7 separate regions of the Mus musculus genome follow, and regions 1, 2, 3, 4, 5 and 7 are each linked to region 6. A link is a contact called in public HiCAR-type, HiChIP or PLAC-seq and Micro-C data. All regions are on one chromosome and are shown on one strand. The core of a region is the stretch at or near the end of the contact, and the rest is flanking DNA. Distances in the headings are between cores, read along the strand shown. Region 1 overlaps Gm34477 (a long non-coding RNA gene). Region 2 has its middle 41 kb from the start of Mir6354. Region 3 holds the start of Lmx1a (LIM homeobox transcription factor 1 alpha). Region 4 has its middle 19 kb from the start of Gm34421. Region 5 overlaps Gm39697 (a long non-coding RNA gene). Region 6 holds the start of Pbx1 (pre B cell leukemia homeobox 1). Region 7 has its middle 27 kb from the start of Mir6354.

Evidence for each region. Hi-C and Micro-C count contacts between places; a contact is called where the count stands out from the background. HiCAR-type assays count read pairs that join an accessible place to other places. HiChIP or PLAC-seq counts read pairs in DNA pulled down with a chosen protein or histone mark.
Region 1: an H3K4me3 HiChIP or PLAC-seq map of embryonic basal ganglia shows a contact between it and region 6, with 6 times the contacts expected there. The contact joins the enhancer-like site here to the promoter of Pbx1 in region 6. A contact is called at or near these places in 11 of 39 promoter capture datasets (the 3T3-L1 cell line, the HPC-7 cell line, HPC-7-derived erythroid cells and 7 more), 4 of 484 Hi-C or Micro-C datasets (embryonic fibroblasts, nephron progenitors and neural progenitor cells), 16 of 115 datasets of contacts at active chromatin or transcription factors (the NIH/3T3 cell line, bone marrow-derived macrophages, cardiomyocytes and 13 more) and 1 of 9 other capture datasets (adipose tissue).
Region 2: a contact with region 6 is called in an H3K4me3 HiChIP or PLAC-seq map of forebrain, with 8 times the contacts expected there. The contact joins the enhancer-like site here to the promoter of Pbx1 in region 6. A contact is called at or near these places in 6 of 39 promoter capture datasets (the 3T3-L1 cell line, frontonasal cranial neural crest, hippocampal neurons and 2 more), 1 of 484 Hi-C or Micro-C datasets (reprogramming fibroblasts) and 8 of 115 datasets of contacts at active chromatin or transcription factors (embryonic basal ganglia, embryonic forebrain, embryonic limb bud and 5 more).
Region 3: a contact with region 6 is called in a Micro-C map of embryonic stem cells, with 3 times the contacts expected there. The contact joins the promoter of Lmx1a here to the promoter of Pbx1 in region 6. A contact is called at or near these places in 1 of 39 promoter capture datasets (embryonic stem cells), 5 of 484 Hi-C or Micro-C datasets (all in embryonic stem cells) and 2 of 115 datasets of contacts at active chromatin or transcription factors (embryonic stem cells and neural tube).
Region 4: a contact with region 6 is called in an H3K4me3 HiChIP or PLAC-seq map of neural tube, with 5 times the contacts expected there. The contact joins the enhancer-like site here to the promoter of Pbx1 in region 6. A contact is called at or near these places in 7 of 39 promoter capture datasets (the 3T3-L1 cell line, cranial neural crest, frontonasal cranial neural crest and 4 more), 1 of 484 Hi-C or Micro-C datasets (ventricular fibroblasts) and 8 of 115 datasets of contacts at active chromatin or transcription factors (craniofacial prominence, embryonic basal ganglia, embryonic forebrain and 5 more).
Region 5: a contact with region 6 is called in a HiCAR-type map of kidney, with 4 times the contacts expected there. The contact joins the enhancer-like site here to the promoter of Pbx1 in region 6. A contact is called at or near these places in 4 of 39 promoter capture datasets (frontonasal cranial neural crest, hippocampal neurons, liver and 1 more) and 13 of 115 datasets of contacts at active chromatin or transcription factors (SST interneurons, bone marrow-derived macrophages, craniofacial prominence and 10 more).
Region 7: an H3K4me3 HiChIP or PLAC-seq map of forebrain shows a contact between it and region 6, with 7 times the contacts expected there. The contact joins the enhancer-like site here to the promoter of Pbx1 in region 6. A contact is called at or near these places in 4 of 39 promoter capture datasets (the 3T3-L1 cell line, hippocampal neurons and liver), 2 of 484 Hi-C or Micro-C datasets (both in uterus), 6 of 115 datasets of contacts at active chromatin or transcription factors (astrocytes, embryonic forebrain, embryonic limb bud and 3 more) and 1 of 9 other capture datasets (embryonic tail).

What each region holds. Positions count from the first base shown.
Region 1 is chr1:169,366,557-169,369,972 of GRCm38.p6, reverse strand. The region is part of intron 2 of Gm34477 (a long non-coding RNA gene); the gene reads right to left. Among named protein-coding and RNA genes, the nearest start is that of Gm34477, 3.8 kb to the right of the region's middle. Within about 2 kb of position 1,477, at least 34 of the 459 cell types and tissues checked have an H3K27ac peak or open chromatin away from gene starts, as enhancers often do. A contact at or near this core is called in embryonic basal ganglia, where this site is marked.
Region 2 is chr1:169,058,360-169,062,010 of GRCm38.p6, reverse strand. No RefSeq gene overlaps it. Among named protein-coding and RNA genes, the nearest start is that of Mir6354, 41 kb to the right of the region's middle. Within about 2 kb of position 1,275, at least 13 of the 459 cell types and tissues checked have an H3K27ac peak or open chromatin away from gene starts, as enhancers often do. A contact at or near this core is called in forebrain, where this site is marked.
Region 3 is chr1:167,687,738-167,691,152 of GRCm38.p6, reverse strand. It overlaps Lmx1a (LIM homeobox transcription factor 1 alpha), which reads right to left and starts at 1,595. Exons shown (of 8, transcript NM_033652.5): 1 at 1,303-1,595. The coding sequence starts at 1,378.
Region 4 is chr1:169,233,908-169,237,847 of GRCm38.p6, reverse strand. No RefSeq gene overlaps it. Among named protein-coding and RNA genes, the nearest start is that of Gm34421, 19 kb to the left of the region's middle. Within about 2 kb of position 2,422, at least 27 of the 459 cell types and tissues checked have an H3K27ac peak or open chromatin away from gene starts, as enhancers often do. A contact at or near this core is called in neural tube, where this site is marked.
Region 5 is chr1:169,137,518-169,141,063 of GRCm38.p6, reverse strand. All of the region lies in intron 3 of Gm39697 (a long non-coding RNA gene), which reads left to right. Among named protein-coding and RNA genes, the nearest start is that of Gm39697, 34 kb to the left of the region's middle. Within about 2 kb of position 1,768, at least 6 of the 459 cell types and tissues checked have an H3K27ac peak or open chromatin away from gene starts, as enhancers often do. A contact at or near this core is called in kidney, where this site is marked.
Region 6 is chr1:168,430,404-168,433,806 of GRCm38.p6, reverse strand. It overlaps Pbx1 (pre B cell leukemia homeobox 1), which reads left to right and starts at 1,638. Exons shown (of 9, transcript NM_183355.3): 1 at 1,638-2,493. The coding sequence starts at 2,303.
Region 7 is chr1:168,989,765-168,993,533 of GRCm38.p6, reverse strand. No RefSeq gene overlaps it. Among named protein-coding and RNA genes, the nearest start is that of Mir6354, 27 kb to the left of the region's middle. Within about 2 kb of position 1,828, at least 20 of the 459 cell types and tissues checked have an H3K27ac peak or open chromatin away from gene starts, as enhancers often do. A contact at or near this core is called in embryonic forebrain, forebrain and hippocampal neurons, where this site is marked.

The DNA of each region.
Region 1 (3,416 bases), core at 228-2,727, 940 kb before region 6:
CATTTCTAATTTCCAAGCAAGTGAGGCTTCCACAGGAAGAGTGAAGAGGGGAGAAACCTTCAGACCAACTATATAGAAAGTTGACAGTCAACTGAATGGCAAACCATCTCTCCCTTTGCCTCTGCCAGCTCTCTGACACAAGTCTTCTCTTCCTATCACCTGGCTGTCCAATGGTCATGCTTATTCTGAGAGAACTGAGATTATCTTCTTATCTTTTTCATTAGTAATCTTAATTAGATTACCTTTTTCATTAGTAATCTACAATACTTAAGTGAACTCGGGAATCTCTCTCAGGAGCCTTTTGTCTCAACAGCTGTGCCGGGCAGCTAGCTATAAGTGTCTATATAAGTTCTTGCTATCGGTTTGTTTTCAAATCATTCACACTATTCATGAATTATGAAGAGAAAGGACCATCACACATAAGACTATCCAAAACAAGGCAATCAAATGAGAATCCCAGCCGAATTTCTAGTAGCTGCACAGAACAGATAAGAAACTTCTCCCAGAAGGCAATTGTTCTGTCTCTGAGCATCTTACCTTCCACTCAACATTAAAAAATCCCCTCAGGCTAACATTGTTCATTACCAGAGTTTCTAGTTTTTTGCTAGTTACTTTGGTTTATAATGAAATGCAAACATCGAAGCCTCACGGGTAGGCTATTGTTTAGTAAGTAATTCAGAATACAGAAAGTAGGACTTGTCGTAACATAAGAAAGTTTTACACGTGGGCCTTTGAATAGTAGACTGATACAAGATGATTTTTTTTTTTAAATTTACATGGCTTGATAGTTTAAGTTGATCGTCAATTTGACAGGATCTAGAATTGCCTCGGAGACAAATCTCTGGGTATATCAATGAGGGGTTTTCTAGATCTGACTAATTAAGGAAAGGCATACCCTAGCTGCCTGACCAGATGGAAAAATAATGAAAGGGCAGAGTCATTCACTGCTCTCTGCTCCTTGAGTGCAGATCAGACTGGACCAGCTGACTTCCCTATCCTGACTCACTGACCCCAGGAGCAGTGATCTAAAATAAACACTTCCTCTCTCGAGTTACTGCTGTCAGGTCACTTTGTTGTAGCAACTGAACAGACAACTAACAGCTTGATTTTAAGTTTGATAAAATAGTTACAGCTAATATTTGGTCTTATGTGCAGTCATCACGGCTAGCATGACAATTTGCAACTCAGCTCCCTGTTACTCAGCTATCCAGGTTGTATATCTTGTGGAAAGAGAAATCTAGAACAGAGGTCGTGGCACTTAGTTTGACGAGAGAAAAAAAAATAAAAAACCAACCAAACAACACCCCCCCAAAATCCCAAAAATAACAAAACAAAACAAAAAAAAAACCCTAGCTATATCTCACAGGGGATAAAATCAAATTTGTTCAGTTATTTTGCTCTAACCATTCTTGTGGCTCTTCTCTTGAACCTGGACATAACACAGCGAAGAAGTCTGGTGAGCTGGCTCACCGACCCAGGACACTCTCATGCTCTGTTCCCTGAGTCAGAGGAGAGCAGGAAGGAAGGGCTGTGCCTCTGGGATGTCTCTGGGATGCATGTGAACCCATCACGGGCACACTCCCTGGGCACCCTCACAGCATGTGGGATTCTCAGTCCCTCTGCATCAGTGTGGCAGTGTCTGCTTGGTGCCTGCTTGCCTTCGCAGAGGGGGATGGGAAGGCGATGGGGGAGCCAATTATGGCAGCTTCTCTCTGCAGTGTGCAGAGTGGCTGAGTTGTCATTCATTATGGCCTAATGTTTAGCTGCAGTATGCAAACCACCAAGGCTGTGAGGAATCACAGCTGAGAAGGGAATGCCTGACAGAGGCAATAAAGCACCTTCTTCTTCAAGAGGCTCCACCGCAGGGTCACAGCATTTGCATGCGGATCCAGTTGTGCTTGCAACTCAGGTTATTAATTATTATCCAAATCACCCCCCTTGTTACCTCTGAGCTCTCATTATGGCTGCAAATACAGGTATGTTCAACTCCCACCTCACTGCCCTCATATATTACGCCACTACTTTGTTATATAACTACGGAGCCCAGGAGCTCATCAGAGGGACTTTAAACAAAATAAACACTCTACAGAGGGGTGCTTTCTTTTTGTTCGGCTGAAGGGATAGCGGGTAATGTAAAATACCTTCACACTATAGTCTCACAACCATACTCATCAAGACCTTCGATCCTGAGGTCACCTTATGTCATTTGGTAGCTCTGCATCCACTCTGCAAAAGGACAGGCTCAATCAGGGATGCCTTTGGCCATATTCACGACCAGAACCAGCTGCAGCCCGGAAGGCAGGAGTATCTCAGAAGCAAGAGGTTAACCTGATCATTGTTGTTTATTGAGGCCCATATAGAGCTTTTCACAAACCTCAGAGCTTTATGGCTTGCAGACTGACCCCATAACTCTGCCTGCTGGAGAAACACGCCTGCCCTGGCTTTGGAACTCTCCCCTTCTGTAAAATCACCAGCAATCCAGCTATAAACGATTTCCTTTGGAAGTGTGGGCTGTCTCCTTGCCCTCAACAACCTCTCTCTCCCTCCCTCCTCCCCTTCCCTCTCTCTCTCCTTCAGTCCAGTATCTAAGAACACTCTTTAAACAGTTAGCCTGCTCCACTAGTCAATGCCAGATGATTTACCAAGAAACCTAAACTGCTCACATACTGTTTTGGATTTGATATCTTTTGCTTGTAGGCCTGTAAGCTTCAATAATATTTATAGCTATTAAAATTGTCTCCTGCATGTACATCTCTGGCACTAGTTTTATATAATCAAATAATACTATGATAGTTGTATCATATATCATTTAATCTTGTACTTGATGTTTCTATCAACATTGCTACCATTATTTAAATTAGTGTTAATAAGTGAACCTAGTTACTGACAAAATTCCTCTATTAAAGGCTATAACCATGAGAAAACATGCATCTATATACCTTATCATTATTAATATTTTATTGTTTCAAGTTAGACTATCTAGATCAGATATATCTTCTAGGAGTATATCCATTTTCTCTTCCTCTGTGATATATATAAAATATATATGTGATATATATGTAAATATATGTATGGTTTGTACTAGATTTTGTTGAGATGCCATCCCAATCTGGAACTTTCTGCCAATTAACTTAATAAAGTTTTGAATGAGTCTCCATTTTAATAGATCCAGCAAAATAGAATCAACACTGATAAATGTTTGGACTTCAGACAGTCATATCTTATCCGTGTGACATCTTTGTTTCATGAGTGTTAAAAAATAATTCTTTGACTACATATATGTAGTCAAAAACCACCAGAAAGCACCGAATCTGGATCTCCACACTCCATAGCAATATGATTCTCTTCCGTTTATTGCCCACTTGGAGGCTAGAAGCTGACTTTCAAAGCTTGAGCTTTGCCCTTTGCAATAGGAA
Region 2 (3,651 bases), core at 26-2,525, 630 kb before region 6:
CAATAGCCAACTAATGGTGCATTTGTCAGTTGTGGGTTCACTGAGAGACTAGTCCCAAAAAAGTGACTAGGATCACTGTCTAGAAGGACACCTGACATGGACCTTTGGCCTCCATATTTATGTGCACATATGTGTGTGTGCTCTTTCATGCACATGTATACACACATCCCACATATCCCACAAACACACATACACACACAAACACACACCACATCCACTACACCATGCACACACACACACAAACACACAATTTTTATTGATTCTTTTTGTCATTAGATATGAACCTGTTATTTCCACATTGAGTAGTGAGACCTGTACCAAGGGGGGAGGTAAACACAAGTGCCAACACTGAGATCATATTAGAAATGGCCAAATAAAGAGCCAGAGCAGATGTCCACAGGATTCAGCATTAAGGTGGTTGCACATTATCATCCAAAGCAGCATGTTCTTGTGAGTGCAAGACAGCAATAAAATAATTGACAGCTATTGAATGATCTAAAATAGGCATAAACCATGAATGTCTAGGCACATATGATCAGCTTATTTAGGTTGGCTATATGTTAATTGTTATTTTATAGCTCAACATCAAAATGCTAACATTTTGGTACCAGGATGTATTGTAAATTATAGGAGAGATAATTATGAAGGCTTTTTACAGCATCCTAAGGGGAAAACAGGTAAGTAACCTCTCTGAGACTGAGCTACCTTGCCTCTAGAGAATACATTCCATGTCACCATCTGGGCATCTGTGTATGCGCAGGACCTTTGTTTCTCACCCTTGGCCTTGATTCTCATAATTTTCCTCTCCGTTTCTCCTGACCTTTTATCTTCTTTTAAAGGAACAGTATGATTATCCCCATTAAGCCAACTTTCTGCAGGAAAGCAAGGACCCAGAGGCTGCAGGAGGCCAGCACCTCCTTTTGGGGCTGGGTGAGGGGCTGCCAGGTGATGAATGGTTGCGTGTGGAGCAAGGTGATAAACCAACCCCTCAGTCATGTAATCTTCCATTAAAATGAAATGCATACCAGGCATGCAGTGCTTCTGCAGCTTGTACCCTCTCCCATTGAAGATCATGAATAAAAGAGGCAAGTGTACTGCTGACAGATGCCAGCATGCATAAAGGACACTTCCTATAAAGCCGAAGCTCCGGCTAACAGATGGACTAAAGATGTGAGATGCAGAAAGATTTACCAATCTAAATAATTCAAGGGAATGTCGTATGGCAAGCTAGTGCTTTGTGGAGGGAGCCAGCAGAAGGTGCAGATGGAAAGGCAGGCCAAGCCTTTCCCATAAACCCATTAAGAACAGTACTTGTCTGAGCGACAGTATGTCGCAGAAGGCCCAGGGAGAGGCCAGCAAATGAGAAATTTGCTTCGAGACTTTGTCCCACAAGGTCAAGAGCACATTTAGTAGTGAAGGTTGCAGCATCTAACTAGAGTGAAAAGTGGGGGGATGCTCTGTGCCCCACTGCTCATTGTCCTGCCCTCTCCAACCTCCAGTCTCATCCGTGAGACCCTTATTTGTCTTGTGAGAATTAAAATCATGGAAAGTGAAGGCATTCAAGGACCTTTCAAGAAGATGTCTTTGTTACTTTTCCCCTTGTCGTGACAAAATGCCTGGGATACTGGCAGAAGGAAGGGAGGGGTTCTAGTGACTCACAGTGCCAGGCTGCAGCATGCTGGTGAAGACAGGGAGGTGAGAGTGAACACTGTAGGAGCAGCGAGAGGGGAGTTCAGGCTACCATCTTCCAGCTCTTTAATCACCCTGCGGCCACAGTGGGTTTCCTTCCCTCGGTTAAACCTTTCTGGAAACACCTTCAGGGAGGTGCCCAGAGGTTCATCTGTTAGGTGATTTGAAGTCTAGTTGAGTTGACCCAATGGAGATTAAATATTACAAAAGGCCAAGAGGGCCAATCTTTTTCACTTTTAAGTCTGACGAAGACTTTATGCCCCTAGGCCAAATGACAAATCGACAATCTCACTTCTGGAAAATTTCACAGAAATGTGGAACTATGTTCTCTCCCTAGGTGCCATGGATACTTGCCTGTGCCTGACCTCGAAGGGAGTGTTCCCAAGATTGTAGCTTATTTCTGGGCTTATTTTAATATATGTTCCCTATCTTACAGAGAACAGTATTTAAACACACTTGAAGAAATACTGTCTATTTTCAACGACCAGAACTAGTTTTGGGTAAATATTCAGTAACTCTCCTGATAGTGAAACTCTTTCAATTGGAAAGACTACTGCCTAAGACACCTCTACATCCTGTAAAGTTGTGACAAAATGTGAGTGGCCCAGGCAGGAGAAGCTGTGAGCGACAACCTGGCAAAGCCTGTGGTACCTCCTAGGAAGTAGAAAGAGAGGCCTGCTCAGGCCCCAGGAGTTGAGCTATGCCAGGGAAGCCAAAGCCCCCATTTCTCAACTGCAATGCAGACAAGCAAAGCATTTCAAACTCTCTCAGTTTGTTACATAAGTACATGGAGGTAAACTAGGAGATGCTCACATATACATTTGAGATCCCTAAGAAAATCGTTGCTCATCTGCTTGTATACCACCTACTGGTAACCCATAATGCAGTGCTCCTCAGACCTGCAAATGACTAGATATGCAATTGCTTAGCAAGCTTCACAAAAATGTTCTTGCTGCAAACAATGCTCCACGGTCCGTATTTTAAACATTCTTCAATTCCAATATCATTCTCTCTCTCTCTCTCTCTCTCTCTCTCTCTCTCTCTCTCTCTCTCTCTCTCTCTCTCTCTCTCTCTTTCTCTCTCTCTCTCTCTCTCTCCTCCCACCTGATTCTATATTGATGGCGGGAGTGATAAGTCTTAGTCCCAGGCTGCCATTGGGGTAAAAGGTGAGCTTTCTGTTCATTTTGTTTGTTTGTTTTAATTCTTCCGGATTCTCTCTGTTTGAGGTCATGAAGAAAATTCCATTTAATAAATAAAGCAAACTAGAACTTTTAAGTGGTCTTCAGGGTCAGGCTCTGCAGCATCTTATGGACTGATGAAGATGCTGGGTTTGTGTTTGTTTGTCTTTTCTTCTGCCAGCAGCACCCAGCACTGAGACACAAGGACAAGCTGGCACGCATAACTAAAAGATGTCCATTGTTGAAGCCTGGCCTTGCCTCTGGGGGTTGATTGCATTTGGTTATTTTTAACAATGTTACCAGGGTTACTTTACATAAGCCCTTATGAGTCAAGTGAAGAAATAACAAAGAATAAAAACAGCTACTACCTCACTGAGGATACAGCAGTGACTGGCTTACAAGAGACATCTTTTAGTCAACTTCACTTCAAAATTTTAGCAAGCCATTTTTCTCTCTCAGTCTTCTTCAAAGGCAAAATAAAAACAAAAAACCTACATTTACTTTTGGGGCATGTATGTATAGGTACGTTCAGAGGCCAGAGAAGCTAGAGACCAGATGGGGAGGGCAGAAAGGAACAGGAAGGCAAGAGAAGTTTGAGAGAAACAGGAAACAAAGAATAAATTAAAGTTTCTATAATTAATATGCAAAGAGATATTGCCTGCATGAATAAGTCAAGACCAAATCCTATGCATAGTAATTTGCAAAGCAGAAAACCCCATGAAAATTTCTTTTTATTTTTCTGAGCATATGTGCATGTGTATACACATGCAACCCTTGGTTACAA
Region 3 (3,415 bases), core at 346-2,845, 740 kb after region 6:
TAAAGAAGCCCTTGTCCCACAAGAACACTCTTGTCTGTGATGTCCCAAAGGGACGATCCTTCTCCATACCACTACACTAATCTCACTTTCTGCTTTGTAAGCTGGACAGGTCGTTTTGTGTGGTGGGAAGCCAGCAAGAAGGCCTGGGGAGAAAGTGGTCGTTCTCAATTGTAAATTTCTGTTGTCTTGGTCTCAGCACCCCATCCTATGGTTGGGACAAACCATAGGATGGGTCGCGGGTCTCATGGTGCAGAGAACCAAACCCAGTGTGCCTGAGTCCGCACACAGGCTCTAGCCTGCGTCTTCCTTCTTGCTCTGGGGAGAAAATCCTGACAATTTCGAAAGGGAGGTTGAAAGAAGAGGGCATGGGTTTTGTAATTTCGTTTCCTCTGAACTGTTGGGGTGGAGTGGGCGATTTCTCTCTGGACATGGTTTCTATAATCGAAATTTTTTCAGCCCCACTCTATTGGTTCTAAAGTTAGAGAAAGAGGCAAGAGGTTTAAATAAAAGAAAAATCTCTCCTTCAGAAAGAAGCGGGAAGAAACACAGGAAGAAAGAAAATTTAAAAACAAAACAAAACAAAACATTTTTTTCTCCAAACTTGAAAATTCCAAAGGGAGAGTTGAAGAGACACTGGCAAAACAAGCCTGAACTCTGAAAGACCCATGGGTATGACTCTTTGGATCTCTCTATTCTCTGCTCCTTCGAAGTGGCTGGGTTGGGGGTAGAGGGATACCAAGCTTGCGGAACAGGGGTCCGGCTTCAGTTAATTAAAGACCAGGCAAGGGCCCCGCCGTGCAAGCTAATCCCAGCGCAGCGCTGCCCACCAGCCCGGAAAAGCCTCTCGGCCATGCCCAATACTAAAATTGGGGCTGCAGTTGGTGGGGGAAGAGAAGAACCTGGGCGCTCTGGGCCTCGGATCTCTCATGCTAGGACACAGGCCTCTGAGAAACCGGTGGCATTTATGAGCCGTCGATCAGCTCCGTGATTAAAAATCCAGCCCTGGGTATTATTAATCACTTGCCACTCAAATGCCTTGTGAACATGCTCGCCCGCCCCTCAAGGCTTTGGGGAATTCGATGTTGAACTCGTGAAGCCTGGGGAGGCTTGATGGTTGTATTTAGGTAGGGACGACTCAAAAGGACTGATGGACACGGAAAGACAGAGATTGTGGGCACCTCTGTGTGCGCGCGAAGAGGGTGCTAGTCTGGTCGCTTAACCCAGTATCAGAGACCTGACGTACTGAGCTCCCGGCCCCGGCAGAAGGAGGATGCTCTAGGGAGCATGCGGTTGAACACTTACCCAGCAAAGAGGAGAAAGATGCCGAGGTCTCAATCGCACTTTGAAAGTTCTCCTCCATCTTCAGGCCGTCCAACATGTTCGGGGTGAGCCAGGAGGACCTGTAGAGCGGAGGAACGGTTGAGTCTAGCTTCCCGTGCCTGTTGGGACTCCGCACCCTCAGTTGCCACTCTCCTGGGACAGGACAGAAGCAGTGTCCAGGGCGACAAGAATGAGCCTAGAGGGTAGAGTCCAGACAAGGGAAATGTAAGGTGGGAGGAGAGAGAAGAGCCACCGTGAACTGCTCGGACGGCTCTGATTTCACTTGAAGTCAACGCGTTATGTGCTAAGGCCTCCGCCCCCTAACTGCGTTCTCCTAACCCCCACCCCCACCCCTGTCCCCAGGTTTCCCATTCCAAGACCGACTCCGCCCCATCCTATACTAATGTGGCCCCTAGGGATCCCACCACTAGAACTATGGTACTCTGTGTGATGGGGTGGGGGTACGCCTGCTCTCAGAGCCAGGGCCAAGCCGGGACCAACCAGGTCCGATATCCCAGTGGCACCACCACTCACTTTCGACCCTCACCTGTCTTAGAGAGAGGCAGAGTAAGGGACTCGGAGACTGTCCCGCCTGCTTCCGTACTCCTGGCGCAGCGCTCTGCTTGGGGGGTGGGGGGGGGGCGCTCGGGAGTAGGCGTGCGGGGCGCGCGGGGAGGTCCTCCCGCCGGTCGGCCAGTGCCGGGAACGTCTGCAGGAGCAAAGGAGTCGCCTTGGGGAGGAGCCGCGACTGGCCCGGTTCACTCTTGGATGCATTTCAAATCAACTTTCAGAAACACGCCCGCCCGAGCCGGAGCCTAAGGATCCCCGCAGCCTTCCTTACCTGATGGGCGAGCTCGCGCCCAGCGTCCGGAGCAGCGCGAAGTGGCCGGGAGACGCCGGGCAGCTTTGGCGGAGGGAGGAGGCGTCCCCTAGGCTGCAGCCAGAGCAGCCGCCCGGACTCCGGCGCACCCGGGAGAGAGCAGGAGCGAACGCCGGCCCCCGATTCCGCTCCTCGGCGCGCCGGAGTGGGGCCGGGCCGTGGCCTCAAGCCGCCGATCCTCCTCGGGACGTCCCGCCAACACGCGCCGCTCTGCAGCCGGGAAGGGGAAACCAGGCGGCTGCTCCAAGATCGGCGGTGGAACCGGAGGCCCAGGGTCCTGGGTGCAAAGTCCGCCCTGCCTTCTTCGAGGCGGCTCGGGCGGTTTCTGACAGTGGCCGCTGGCTGCGTGCGCGGCCCGGGAAGGGGGTGGGGTGCGCAGGGCGGGGGCCTGGGAGCGCGTCCCGTGGCGGGGCCCGCGGTGCTCTGTTTCCCCGGCTTGGCTGCTCGACCCACCGCGAGGCTACAGCCTGATGCTCCAGTCTGCTGCCCGGACCTCCCGGACGCGCCAAACTTTTCCTTCTCTCCACGTGGAACGGTTGCCCCGGGGGAGCTACACCCCAGACTCGGCAGAGATCCGTGCCACCTAGACTTCACGCGGGCGGGATGGGGATCCGGTTGCTCTCGGATCTGCACCGTAAGTGATGACTAACCTCAGACACCTGGAGGTCGCGGGGATCGCCTAGAGCCCCCAACCCCAATCCTCTCTGCTTTGTGAACTCTGGCACCAGAAGCTCCAAGCTCTTCGGATTTTCATTCACCCACTTGCTCCTGCAACTTACAAATTTGTTTTGGCTTAAAACTCAACTCACCGTTTCTGGCTGAAACTACTTCACTGCTGGGAAATGCAATAATGGGACCCATGGCCAAACCTTGAATCAGGCTCCCTCTATCCTATCCTGCTGGCTGGATGCTAGACTAGAAGTCAGCCAAGGGGACTTTTCTTAGAAAAGAAGATCCTGGGGGCAGTTTTTAATTCCCTGTGATTCATAACATTCTGCAGCGACAGCCCTCCAGCCTCTCTAGAGGCAGGAACAGGGTCTTGCTCCTCTATTCCAAGAAAAGCCTGGGGCCAAGTGACTCAATAAACACATCATTGCGTTGGCTAACATTTTATCGACCATTAATTTTGTGCCAATCTTTATTCCGTAGCCAACTTATCTAATCTTTAAATTTTAAGGTGGGGAAAATTATAGTCTCAGTGTTCGGGTTGCCCTA
Region 4 (3,940 bases), core at 1,173-3,672, 800 kb before region 6:
CTAAACACTCAGATGTGGGAAAGTCTGCAAATGAGACAGTTGTTGGTTTGTTCTGTTCTTTGGTCCCATTTTGTTATAGGATTCCATCCAGGATGTCATATTGAACCCAGTGACCACACTTCTTCAATCTCCTCGGGCCCTGAGAAGGTTGGGACAGTACTGGTAGCCATTAGCTTTCTAAAGGTCCATACCATTGAATATATTTTTAAAATTTTAACTCAAGGTACTTTTCTTTCAAGCTGACACCTTTTAAAAGAAGTGTTGTTGACTGCTGCATAATAGTCTCTCAGTTAGCGTGCTGTTTAGCTTTTCCCTTGAAGAAAACAAAAGTTCTCAGTATGCTTCTTTGACATTGACTGCAGCTTAATTGAGAAGAATAGAATTCACTGGGAAACAGACAGGAAATAAATGCAATCTGCTGGTGATTATTCTGACACTACTGTTTGTCTTCCATGCTTTGGGAAAGTGCGTAAATGTAGGCATACCTGCACACACAAAAGACTATAATCCTGGGGAGCATTATCCTAATCTTGACCCTAATACCTGTCCATCATCACTGTGTGCCTTCCCTGTGTGAGATCATGTTACAGGAGGCCAGGGCTACACAGGCAAATCCCCAGAGTTTAAGGAGTTGGGGTTGGCATAGCTTGCTTATCCTCTGGGGCTCTGGGGTTTGGGTACCTTTTAGTCTATAGAAAGAAGTTGTGTGTTTGTTTTTCTAAAATTATCTGTGGGGCTTGGGATAATTCAACCACAGAGAAACTGGCTCTTTTGCATATATTGAAAACTTAGGAACAACATTTTAAAAGGTCTCCAATCCATCAGGCTTAAAGCACCACCTCCCTTTCAGATCCTTCTTCCCTGGTGAACCCTGATGCTTTTGGTCCTTCTCAGTTCCTGTCATGCAGTCTGTTCTGTCAGCTGCCTCATTCTCCTCACAACTGCCTGTGCCGTGACCCCACCATCTCTTGCTTAGATTGCCCCATAGGTTTCTAACCATTCTTCCTTTCCTTCTTAAACTCCTTCTTTCATTTCTCAAGGTTACACTCTCTTCATATGGAGGCATAAATCCCTATATCTGCTTATGCCACGGTACACACACACACATACACACACACACTGAGTTGATTCTTAGTTCTTATACCTTGTTTAGGCTGAATTTGTAGTTCAGATCCCGAATTTCCTATCATTGTGAACTTGTGTGTGAAATCTAATCTCCCTCTCCCCCTCCCCCCTCTCCCTCTCCCCCTCCCGTCCCTCCTCCTCCCCCCTCCCTCCTCCTTCTCTCTCATTTTCTCCTTTCCCTTGTATCCTTCTTGAGGCATCACCTGTATGTCTGGTCTTCATATCTCTACCTTCCATATTCTGAGATTACAGACAGGCATCACAATGCCAGGTTTATGTGAAGCAGAGAACTGAACTTGGGGCTTTATGTATGCTCTATCTCTAGTTCTTTGTCTTAATTTTCTCATCTTTAAAATGGGACCACAATTATCTGCCTTTGAATGTTATCTCAAGGACTAAACATGGTAAACGCAATCCTTAGGAGATAATTTGTCTCTGGCATGGACTTAATAAATGGTAATTATCACTATCCAGTTACTGTCAGACCCAACCTGAAACTCTTGCTCATTGGTGCCAGACTCTCTAGGACTTGCATTCAGTTACTTCCTACATATTCCTTCTGCTTCCTTCAACCATCTTCTCTCCTTAGGCCACACTCCCTAATTGCTCATCCATTTTTCTGATAACCAGCCCTGGGGTGTCTCCCTTTATGGACTTATCTTTGGCAAATCTCTGTGTTCTCAGCTCTCCTTATGTAGTACATAGCTTATAGAAAAGAATGTAAGCTCAAGGTATGTTTACATCATAACTATATAGCTCAAAATGATAGTCAAAGTAGGAAAGTTGGGTATTGCTGATAATTTACATGTTTCTTCTCCCAGGTTGCTCTAACCCATAAAGTTGTGCTGACCAACTTTCTGGAGTCTGGCTTCCATTCTGTTTCTTTTTCAAGAGCTTTGTCTTTTTTTGTGGTGGGTGGAGAATGACTGTGCAGGAACTCTTCAGTTCCCTCATCTCTGTAACAGGGTGTGGCCTGATTGTCCTCCAAGCTTCCCCGCTTTGGTCTCCTATTGGGGTGTCATGGTCCTGGATACAAGTGGGAAATTTACTGATAAATGCTCTGCAGTGCAGGGCTTAACTGGGAAGTGCCTCCGCAGGAAGCTGAGAGGACACTACAGAGCCACATCCTTGCCAGGAATACCCCCTAATTCCATTATAGCCACTTCCCCCACCCATGTGGCTCTGATATTTATAAGCCTCTCATTCTCCTAGCAGACTTGGCTGTAGGTCATTCCCAGACCACTTCACACCCTGCTGGGGGTTTATTGACTCAGAGGATGGGTACACAGACCAGGCCTTTGTTCCTTCCAGTGAACCCGGGCACTGGCCTCCTGATCAGATAACAGGCAATCTGTCCCTTGTCACTCTCCTCCCTGTACTTTCAATCAAGCTCCCTCCTAGGACCCAGTGATAGGATTAATCACCACCTCCTCCTGTGAACAGGGGCTCCAGCCAGAGGATCCCCGTGAAAAGGAGGGGCTCCCTTTTCATGAAGTCTTGCTGATGAAATCACACAGAGAAGGAGCCACTGAGTGTGATTTCTCTACAGCTCCTACAAGCAGGAGCACACTGGTCCTTCCCTGGAGAGATTCGAATGTCTTTAAACTGCTCTCATCCCAAGTAACTTACCAGTGTATCTGGTGTATTTCTATCCGGGTCATTTATGGTGTGTGTGTGTGTCTGTGTGTGTATCTGTGTGTGTGTGTGTGTGTGTGTGTGTGTGTGTGTGTGTGTGTGACAGAACATGAGATTTAAGCAAAGAATCCCAAAGGATGAACTTGCTTTTCTGTCTTTTGTCAAAGTTGTATGTCTTTCAGACATGTACTTTGTTGTGTATGTTTCTCCCATTCTCTCAGTCTCTCTGAATCTCAATTTTTCTCTCCTATTATGATGGAGATGTTGTCAATTCAAAGCTCTTGGCTTAATGGCAGGTTGACACTCACCATCTCATATAGACTTAAGCTTTTCTTAAGCTCATTCTCTGTCTACCATAGATCCTTGCTCTTCAGACGCCAAATGCAGCCCCTTCTTCATAGAGAAGGTTAACAAGGTAAAGATAATGATTGCTCAAAAGGGACTTTTGTGTGTGCTGTGTTGTCACCTTGTCTTTCTGAGGTAGAATCTTATCCTTCAATTCACTCTAGGCCAGAACTCACTATGCAGCCAGGTTGTTCTTGAATTTTGACAGTCATTCCCTTGCCTTAGCCCCCAAGTGCTGGGATTACCCATATGACATATCTGACTAAGTGTTGGTATTTTCCTGTGTAACTTTAATTTTTTCCTTTCTTTTTTTTTTAAATTATTTTCCTCATTTACATTTCCAATGCTATCCCAAAAGTCCCCCATCCCCCCCACCCCCCTACCCACCAACTCCCACTTTTTGGCCCTGACGTTCCCCTGTACTGGGGCATATAAAGTTTGTAAGTCCAATGGGCCTCTCTTTCCAGTGATGGCCGACTAGGCCATCTTTTGATACATATGCAGCTAGAGTCAAGAGTTCCGGGGTACTGGTTAGTTCATAATGTTGTTCCACCTATAGGGTTGCAGATCCCTTTAGCTCCTTGGGTATTTTCTCTAGCTCCTCCATTGGGGGCCCTGTGATCCATCCACTAGCTGACTGTGAGCATCCACTTCTGTGTTTGCTAGGCCCCGGCATAGTCTCACTAGAGACAGCTATATCAGGGCCCTATCAGCACACTCTTGCTAGTGTATGCAATGGTGTCAGCGTTTGGAGGCTGATAATGGGATGGATCCCTGGATATGGCAGTCTCTAGATGGTCCATCCTTTTGTCTCAGCTCCAAAGAAACTCAAGAA
Region 5 (3,546 bases), core at 519-3,018, 710 kb before region 6:
ATTTTTTCAAGTGCTTCTCTGCCATTCGGTATTCCTCAGGTGAGAATTCTTTGTTCAGTTCTGAGCCCCATTTTTTAATGGGGTTATTTGATTTTCTGAAGTCCACCTTCTTGAGTTCTTTATATATGTTGGATATTAGTCCCCTATCTGATTTAGGATAGACAAACCCAGTTTTTAAAACTACGTATCTAGGGCAGAGAGAGATGGATCAATGGTTAAAGGCACTGATTGTTCATCAAGAGATCCTGAGTTCAATTCTCAGCACACACATGGTGGCTCAGAACCATCTGTATTGGGATCTGATTCCCTCTTCTGATGTGTGTGAAGACAGAGCACTCATATACATTAAAAACAAACAAACAAAGAAAAGTGTGTGTGTGTGTGTGTGTGTGTGTGTGTGTGTGTGTGTGTGTGATGCATGAAGAGGAAACAGCCATGAAGGTACTGGGAACATAATTCAGGACTTCTTGAAGAGCAACACATGTTCTTAAATATCACACCATGTTTATAGACCCTGACAATAATAATGTTTAAAGTGTTTTAAATGCCTGAATGTATCAAGGTCATCTTCATTCTAATTATCATGATAACTGAATCAGAGAAAGGAATTAGAGGATACTGCTGAGGGGTACTCGCCTGTGTTAACTGACTTATAACAGTCCCTATGTGTTTTCTAATAAGTATCCAAAGAAGTAGTCTAGGCATTCAGAATGCCATTGCTCTTTGGGAAAATTGCTTATTCTTGATCTCCCAGCCATGGCAAAAGGCCCATTCAGGAAGCTCCCACAGCCTGTGACCCAGGGGTAACAGTGGTTACTGGCAGAATGCCAAAAGATCACCTCTACTGAGGGGTGCTGAAGGGGTCATGGAGTGCCGGAGACTTCTTTGTTTCTCTGGTAGTGAGTAGAGTTGGTTGACTTTTTAACTTTCACCACTGCCATTTTTTAATGATGCAATTGCTTTGCAACCATTATGCATCAGAATAGAGTTTAAGAGGACACCAATCGTCTTTTTTTTTTTTTTCCTAAAAATGCCATGGCCAAGTAAGTCCAGAAGGCATTGAACTGATGAAGCTTATAAACGCCTTTTGAAAACCCATGTTTATTCCTGGCTGTGGACTTACCCTGTTGAATCTCAGTTGTCTGGTGATTTGCCTGTCTATTTTAAGCTCCTCCTACCTTATTTTAACGTCAGTGTTTCTACACCAAATAAAGAGAACATACTGAGTATGGACCTGATGAATAAATAACTAACCTTTTGGTGCCAGCACCTGAGTCAGGATGTGCGCGTTCAGTAGCCACCACATGGTGTTCTCGAGTCCCATTCCCACATTCCTCTTGGGAAGGCTGCCAGTCCATGCCTCCCCACATCCCTCCCGGAGGGACTTTGGCTACTGCAGCTGATATGCTGTGTGCTTGAATATTAAAGCCTTCTGCACTCTCTCCAATTTAACCCTGGAGTCTCAGCACTGGCCCTGTGGGACCTCTCCAAGCCATTTAAATGACATCCAGGCAAACCAGGCTGAATTACAAAATCATAGCATTACTAATATCAAATCCCAAGCCTCATATTTTAATATCATATATGAGTCCTGTCTCATGACCAAGATTAATATAATATGTAAAACAATAGATACCTCAAATTAATACAAAACATTGTAATACAAATGACTCTTATTCAGATTTGAATCTGCACACAAAGGCTATAAGTAAATTAGTTTTATTGATCTATATTCATAGAATTATTTAAATGCACCCTCTGGTACTGAGAGCCAGGGGTTTTTCTGAGGCTCGCCATTAATGCATTTTTCATTAGTGGCTAGTGCCGGGAAGCCCAAATTTCATTTGGCTGCAAAAGATTAATTTCCTCTTGACAACCATGGCCAGATTAAAAAGAAGAAGGAGAAGGAGAGAGGAGTTCAAACAGTGACCTAAAGGACAGTTCTCAGAACTGTGAATTAGAAGACCAGGAAAACATGGACAAGAAAACAAAACCACAGAGAACAGCACTGTATTGTGTGTGCTTTTTTCTTTCTTCACTGTGTGTTGGGGAGGAAACAGATATCTTCAAGACAAATAAACCCGTCTTTTTTTGGTTCTTGGCCCAGTCTGAGAACACATCACTCCATTTAGTTGATAACTGATCTATTTTATTTTTATCTCAGAATCATAAATAGAAAGGCATGAAGGTAATTCATCTTCAAGTGATTCGGAATTCTTGTACCCTTCCTTTGCCCCTTGAGTGGATTTCCTGAAAGTATTTTCTCATCAGCCTCTGAGAAGAAGCGCATATAATACTAGGAATAATATAATTAAGGCTAATTAAAGCCGTTCAAATTAATTTTGTTTGAAGATTCGTTGGAAAATTCGAAACTCCCATTGAGATAATTGGTACACTCTGGGGAGTCACAGAACTGAGCCCCTGAACCTGATTGCTGCTTGGATGTCCCCACTAGCTGAGAGAGTACTCTGCTTTGTCTTCCCCTAGGGTAGTTCAGTCATTATGCCAGCTCTGTGGGGAACCTTCTAGTTTTTCCTTTTAACTACCTCATCATTGGACCCCACAACCACTAACCTATTTATTATGACAATAGAATAATACTGATGTGGACCATGAAGACCAAAATGGGAAATATTTTTACAAGTGGGCAGAGGAAGCAGTCATTTTTTATGGTGTGATTTATGAGCCATTAAATGCCTTCTTGCATAAAGTGTCTCTCTCTCTTCTAGACTCAGCCAAGCATTGGAAAATCCTTTGCCTTTTAGGGGGATATTTCTTATAGATAGAAATTCCATATATTTAATAGAGATCTCTTTAAAGTACTAATCTTCCTAGGCATATTAATTCTTTCTAAAATTTCTATCACAGTGATAGGCTAAAAACATTCCCTCAAATCTCTCTCTCTCTCTCTCTCTCTCTCTCTCTCTCTCTCTCTCTCTCTCTCTCTGTGTGTGTGTGTGTGTGTGTGTGTGTGTGTGTGTGTGTGTGTATACTCCTGTGTGTACAGTAGCATATCTCTGAAGGAGAGAGGACATTTTACAAGAGTCTGTTCTCTCCTCCCACAGCATGGATTCCAGGACTTGAACTTAGGTTGTTAAGCCTGGGGGCAAGCACCTTTACCCACTAAGCTTTCTCTCTCTTCCCCTACAAAGATCTCTACAATTTATTTTACACTTGCCTGATAACAGGGAGTTATATTTCAGATGGAATTAAGATTACTCATCAGTTAATTTGGATAAGAAAGTTATCCTGAAATATCTAGTGAGCCCCGTGTAGTGACAAAATACCTTTAAAGTCAAAGAGAGAGTCAAAAGAGATAGATAATTAGGTGGATGCAACATGATAGGCTGCAGTTCATTTTTGTGGAGAGAATGGGGCTGTAAGCTGAGTGAAGACATCGTATAGCACATAGGGAACAGATTTCTTCCCTAAAACTGCAAGGGAGACCTGTTGAAAAGAAGTTGAAATACAACCAGTTTTGGCGTCCTGACCTTAGGTCTCTGAGATGCAATATTTACATGGTTCTAAGGTAGCAAATCATGGTAC
Region 6 (3,403 bases), core at 389-2,888:
TTGCATAATGATTGATGAAAAAGATAAAATTCTATTTGAGGATCTCCAAGTGCTTGGCTAGGTGGCTGCTTCCCATTCTGCTGATTGGTGCCACTGAGGCTGGCAGTGGCTCCTTTGGCACTATATCTACGCCAGAAAAGGGTTGATGGCTACACAGAAGAATAGTCCCAAGAAGTCCAGAATTTTTCTAAATGACGAGAGTGTTATTTTATCTTATGGGTATTCAGACCAAGTGCCCAATCAGGTTCTACTGTTGGTTGGAATAAAGGAAAATAAAGGTAAATGTGTGGATTTACCCCGGCTCTAACTCCTTATTGGCTTCTCTTAATTCATTTACTTCCTTTTACTTCTAATCCCAGCCTTCTTGTTTTAAGATCTGTTCTTCTAAGTCTTAAGTCTGTTTGCAAGCTAGACAAGCAACAGACATGCAAGTAACTTTTACCACATTCACATGGAGCTGTTAAGTGTGAGGCCTGCTAAGAATCCACCCAAACTTGGGTATGAATTCTAGCTTTGATACTTTATAACTATGGACTTTGAACAAATTCTTTAACCTTTTTGAGTTTCCTCTCTGTGAAATGAGAATAATAATCCATAATTCACAGAGATGTCTTGGGGATTAAATACAATAACTCAAGTAAATTACTTTGTGCATAGTAGGCATTCAATAAATGTCAGTTTCCTTCTTCTCCCTGTTATTAATGCTTATTAGACTATATTAAAAACTAGAACCAGACTGTGATAATGCAATCCCTTATTAAGTGTTTAAGCCAAATAACCAACTTCCCTCAGGGGGAAGAGAAATGTTGAATTCGGTTTTTTTGGTAAACTTATTTATTAGTATTTTTCTCGAGTTTTATTCCTCAAAGTCCACACTTCAGCTACTGTTTATGCCACAAAAATGACAATTTATATTCTCTTTGCTGGCATAGAGTTGAGGATTTGCAAATTATCCACTACCTAGACTTTGATCTATTATTCATTATCTTAGCAGCCCGATTTTATTTACTAACTACGTCATATAACAAAGTTTTGCTTTCAACAGTTTCCCTGAGGTCTAAGGATTTCAGAGAATCAAGTTTACTACCGCAGCGTCACCGCGTAGACGAACGAGGGGTGGGGCGGAGGGATCCACACCGTCTGTGTGCTTTCGTGTTAATTTTACAGTCTTGCGTTTAAGTGGAGCCACGTTTCCCTCAAGGACGGAGCCTAAGAGAAGCAGACAAGAGCTGAAGCTAAGGTCTCTCTGCGCCTTTAAGAACTGGAGACTGGGTCATAGCTCCGCCTCCTTCCCGGCCCACCTCTGAACTCTGATTGACAAGACTCCCGGGCTAGGAGGAGCTGAAGGAGGCCGAGGAGGAGACGCTGGGTGGAAAGTAGGGGGAGGAGGAGCCCACTTTCAGGACTAGCCAATCATAGAAGGGGGCGGGGCTCAAGAGCCCTCCTCCCTCCTCTGACCCCCGCCTCCTGGCCTCTCCGCTCCCTCCCCCCTTCCCTCGGCCCCCTCCCCTCTCCTCCTTCTCCTCCTCCTCCTCCTTCTCCTCCTCCTCCTCCTTCTCCTCCTCCACCTCCTCCTCCTCCTTCTCCTCCTCCTCCTCCTCCTCCTCTCAGGCTGTGGTTTTTCTGTATATGTTTCTGGAGTCCTGAGCCTGGGCTAAACAAAAGCAGGAGGCTGACGGGGCTGCTGGAGTTTGCAGAGACACGGAGGAGGAAAGAGCTTGGGCTTTGCCTGCCGCCACGGCTGGGGGTGATCTGGCTTCTGCTACAGCCCACCCCCTTTGAGATCACTCTGGCCCGGAGTGGGGGTGGGGGGCAGCGGGGGGTGGGGGGGAAAGTTTGCATTGCAATCCCCCTGCCTTCCTCTCCTTTCTCCCGATCAATGCATATTTGCAAAAGGATTAAGCCACAGATTTAAGCGCCGGGAGCCCATTTCTGCCTTGCAAAGGAGATCGGACTGAAAAACCCAAAGGCGGCTCTGATTTCTTTTCGCCAAGTGGGAAGGTGGTTTATTTTTCTTGCTTTTTTGGAGTCAACACCCTTCCCCACCAGCCCTTATCCCCACCCTCACCCCGCAACCCCTTCACGCCCCCCTCCCCCTCCCCATCCTCCCACCATCCTCTAAAGAGGCAAAGAGATTTTTTTTTTCCCCTTTTGGTCTTCTTCTTCTTTTTTTAAAACCCTGGTCCCTGTTTATCCTGAAAAGGATTTGAAGACAGCTTGAAGGATAAAAAGCCTCGGTGCTTCCCAGGCGCCGATCCGAGGAGCCGAAGAGGAAGAGCCGGGGCTGCCGGAGCCTTCAGAGATGGACGAGCAGCCGAGGCTGATGCATTCCCACGCTGGGGTCGGGATGGCCGGACACCCCGGCCTGTCCCAGCACTTGCAGGATGGGGCCGGAGGGACCGAGGGGGAGGGCGGGAGGAAGCAGGACATCGGGGACATTTTACAGCAAATTATGACCATCACAGACCAGAGTTTGGATGAAGCGCAGGCCAGGTGAGATGGAGGCTTTTCTTTGCCTTTCTTGTTTTTTTTTTTTTCCCTCCCTCTCGCAGGGGGAAACAATGGGAACCGAATCACCACAGCGCTTTCTTCTAAAATGTTGTTTCTTTTCTCATTTTGACAAACAACTCTATGGCGGAGGAGTAAAATTTAAAGAAGCGTTGTTATCGAAAGTGTGATCGCCCGTGCTGAGATATGGCTGTGTGTAGATAGATGTTGTGCGAGTGTGTCTGTTAGAGGTATTTGTATGAATGCACAAAAACACGCAGCCACGCCGAAAATACTGCCAACTAATCCGAAAGCGGCCCTCGGCACTTTTTTACAGCTTTAAAAAAGTGTATGAAGGAGGCAGAATTGTCAAGTTCCGAGCCGCATTCCATGCCTTCGGTAGTTGAGGGACTTCGGAACATGACAAAATAAAAAAAAATGTCCCAAGAACACTTTATTTGCAGATCCCGCTGACTCCTAAGCTAATTCAGCAAGTTTGATTTTTTTTTCTTCTTCACTTACCCTTCCGTAATAATAATAATAATAATAATAATAATTATTTGGTCTTTTTTTCCTCACTCCCCACTCAAAATAAACAAACAAACAAACACAAAAAGCAAGGTAGCTCTGTGTTAGTAGATGTCAGATACTAAGAAAATACCTTGCCATCACTCCATTCTGTTTTTAGAAAAAGGAAATGGGAAGAAAGGAAAGACAATTTTGCTTTTGAGGGCTGTTTGTTAGTTTTAAGAGACTCCGATTTTTAGTTTAACTTTATTGTCTCTTATTTGACTTGCTGTTCTCACAGGACAGAGGCGCCTATGTGTGGTCCTTTATAAAGGGGTGGGAACAAATACCAACCATATTTTCTACCCCATGCCTCTTCCAGGATCACTAAGAGTACTCCTAAATTGAA
Region 7 (3,769 bases), core at 579-3,078, 560 kb before region 6:
TCAGTAACATGGTTGACAAAAAACAAAAACAAAAACAAAAACGGGCATAATTGTTTGTTATACCAGGTGGCTGGGAAAGATCTCAGAAAACACCTCTCCAAGATGAAGGGCTACGGGCTTCTTAGAGAGAAACAATCCATCTCCTCCAGAGATGAGCCCTCCTATAGATTATCCAATCCAAGTGGGCAACCCTAAACACAAGTACATATGAACAATACAAAATGGACTCAGCAGATTCTCTCTCTCTCTCTCTCTCTCTCTCTCTCTCTCTCTCTCTCTCTCTCTCTGTGTGTGTGTGTGTGTCTGTAAAACAAACAATAATAATTACAGAAGAGGTTGTGAATTTGAGTTTGAGAGAGAAAGGTGAGGAGAAGGCATTTTTCCGTTCACATACTGGCAAACATCTATATTTGTGAGTCATTCTCATTGGAGTTCTCCATTTCATGTGTGGGAAAGTCTATACTTGAGAAAGTCGGGCTGGCTTTTCTGGAACTCACTATGGGTGACAGGCTAGCTTCAAGTCCATAGAAACCCTCCTGCCTCAGCCTCTGAAGTGCTAGGCCAGATGAGAGGTTTCCATCCTACCAACACTGAAGTGGTTTGAGAAGTATCTTGAGAAGTATCCAATAAGTTTACAGAGACCAATAGAAAAAAATTGGTTAATTTTTTTACTCAAAATGAAAAAATCATGTTAAATACAATATCATTGTGAAACATGGAAATGAGGATATTATTCCAGACATAGAAGTGTAGCCAGAGAAAACTGCAAGGAGATATAGTCATGACGCATATGCATACCCAAAACCCTTTGTATAAACTTCTTAAAAATTGAAACATACATACTGGCATATGTTGTTGACATGAAGTAACTTAATCCCTTTCAGGTTATTAAGGCGTGAAGGTAATTCTTTCATCATGAAACAACTTTTACTCTTTAATCCATCAATGCCCTGAAACTGTCCAGGGAGGTCTATTTACTTCTTCAATCATTATGTGCTGTCTGTTTATTTTATCACTATTATGGGCCTTGAGGTTGTTTTTGGTTTTATACATTTTCTTGCAGGTGGGGAAAAACATGGTAGAAGATGTTGGTAGGCAGTCTTTAAAACTGTTAGCCAATCTTTACTGATTATTTGGAAAAGCATGACAGGAGAATTTGAAGAGTGTGAAAAGTTTATCAAAAACGGAGTCATTGTCATTGTTACTTGACAAGGTGTTCACACTTAATGAAGGCAGAAATGCCAATGAAACATAAACTACAGAGAAATGGATCTTGCTTTCGGATCTCTAAAACACTTGACCTTGTCAATATAGGTTATGGGTACAGTGAATTACGCTTCTCAAACATATCTAACTGCAGATCGCCTTATTAACGTCTCCAGCAGCATTTATTTCCCTCATCGGGAACAGACGTCAGCAGGCACTGTTTGAGGTGAGGGATGGTATTCTAGTTGGAATCAACCTTTTCCCTTATTTATGAGGAACTAATCCGCGCTAGCCCTCATCCCCGTGGATGTCTGAATCTTCTCTGATCTCTTTTTCATCTTCATACAACACTAATGAGGAAAGACCCAACAACAAAGAAATGGATTTGAGGATTTTGCAGTGGAATTTGGTTGGCTTCCCGTAGCCAACTTTCCCGTTCACACCTCATCCAGCAGCCCCTCACCTAATAGCTTGTCAAATCACGATGTAATTCATTCCTTTCTCCCCCTTGAACCTGCTGGAAGAGTTAGTATGTAAATTTCAACCTATTTTTAAGGGTTATTTTCACTCAAGTGAAATCTATCAAGGAAGGAGGGTTATTTTTACAGCATACAGCAACTGCTGATCACCATGGCAACCGGCCTGGTGAAATGCAATAAAGCATCCCTCTGTTATCGTAAACACAAAAGGGAAACACTGAAATCTAAAAGAAAGGCAATTATTGTAGGGGAAGAAACAAGATGCCAATGGGGCCTTTGCAATATCGTATGGCATGCCCATAGTACACTGGACTGGCTTTCCAGAGCCTGCCCTGACCAGACTGGCTCTCTCAGTTTGGACTAAACAAAGATTGGGTTAGGAGTTCTTGAAAGAACCACAGTTTCTTTCATTTCTAACTGACAAAATCAGACATTTTTGTTCAAACCAATATAAACTTGTGGGGTTTTTTTTTCTTTCTTTCTTTCTTTTTTTTTTTTTTTTCATTTCTTAAATCATGAAAAGGGCTTAGAAAAGAGAGACGTTGGGGAGGAGGGAAAAAACCATAGCACTCTAGTTTTCTTTAGGGGGACATTTTGTTGTTGATTGTGGAAATGTGGATAGAAAAAAAAAAGAAAAGAAGAAAGACAATGTGTATGGAACAGACTTTTTAATATTTCCTTTCATATCTTAATCATCTTTTACTATGATTACTGGTGTTTCCAAGTAGATAGAAACAAAGCCCTTTTTATAATGACAGCTTGAATTTACCTTTGCCTTTCCTAAGCTCTAAGATTCACAGAAATGATGGGGTGTACTTGAAGCACACATATACACCAAGAAGCATCAAGGTGTAAATTTCTATTTCCACTTTGTGGATTGAGGTGGTGGGGTCCATATACACTCAACTCTAAGCTGGGCTAATATAGTAGAGTGGCCAGGAATTGTGGAAAGAACACTTAGGTCAGGATTAAAGACTTCCTAAGCCTCAATCATTCTCAAGGTTTTGTTTCTTTACCAGTATGAAGCTCAAGAGCCTGCCTGGGTTTCCCCTTCCCATCACAGCGGCCTCCAGGTAGTGTGCTTATGAACCAAAGGGGACTTCCCCGAGTCTGATCCCCAGCAGGCAGTAGCCTTGCTTATTCATTCTCTGCTTCAGCTCCTTTCCTGATGTGAGTCTGCCTTTTCTATTCTCCTGACAGAGCTGTGTAGAAGTGGCCAGAGCACTTTCCTTCATGCTGAAGTAGGGATATTGACTTCTCTGTGTTTGCATAAAACTTAAGGGAAGTACATCACATAAAATAAGACAATGAAACTGGCAGGTCATATACAACATTTATGGTCCAAGGGGATCCTGTCCAAGGTTAAAGTCATCTACAGTTCAGTTACAAAATGGGATTTCTGGAATTCTCTCTGAAAAACACACTTTGCTCTTATCTTTATCTTCTAACATTTACCGTATATCTCTCTATCCTCCCTTCCATATCCATCACTACATTCCTTTACTTATTCAACAAATACTTATTAAGCCCATAGTACATGCTGAGCACATTCCATGCCTCGGTAAGACCCAGAGCAGGAGCAAAGTTACCTATGCCTTGGAGAGCTTATACTGTCCTGAAGGAGGAAGATGTAGTATGCCAAATAGAAGTAAATCCCAGAGCAAGATGAAGTAAAAAGGCAGGTGAATACAAGGTTCTGGAAGGACTTCCTGTTCATAGGCTATTTAATTCATAGGTACGGATTACTCTGAAGGAGAGAGTCCCGGGAATGTTTATGGAGGCTGGTCTGGCTACAGCATACCATGAGAAGAACAATGGGCATGTGCTTGGGGAAGTGAGAAAGGAGCTGTGATGGGGATGCATATCCCACTGTACACATGATAGCTTTAAAAGGAGAAGCTGCATGACCCAGGGAATACAATTAAAGATGTTTGGCTCTAAAGTCGAGAACACACTGCAGGACACCAAAACAGAGGGCCAACTTGGAGGTTATTAGAGTAACCCAGGGAAGACAACAACAGAACCTCAAAGGTCACAGTGGGAAAGAACTAATCTACAGACACTTCCATATGCGCGCATATATT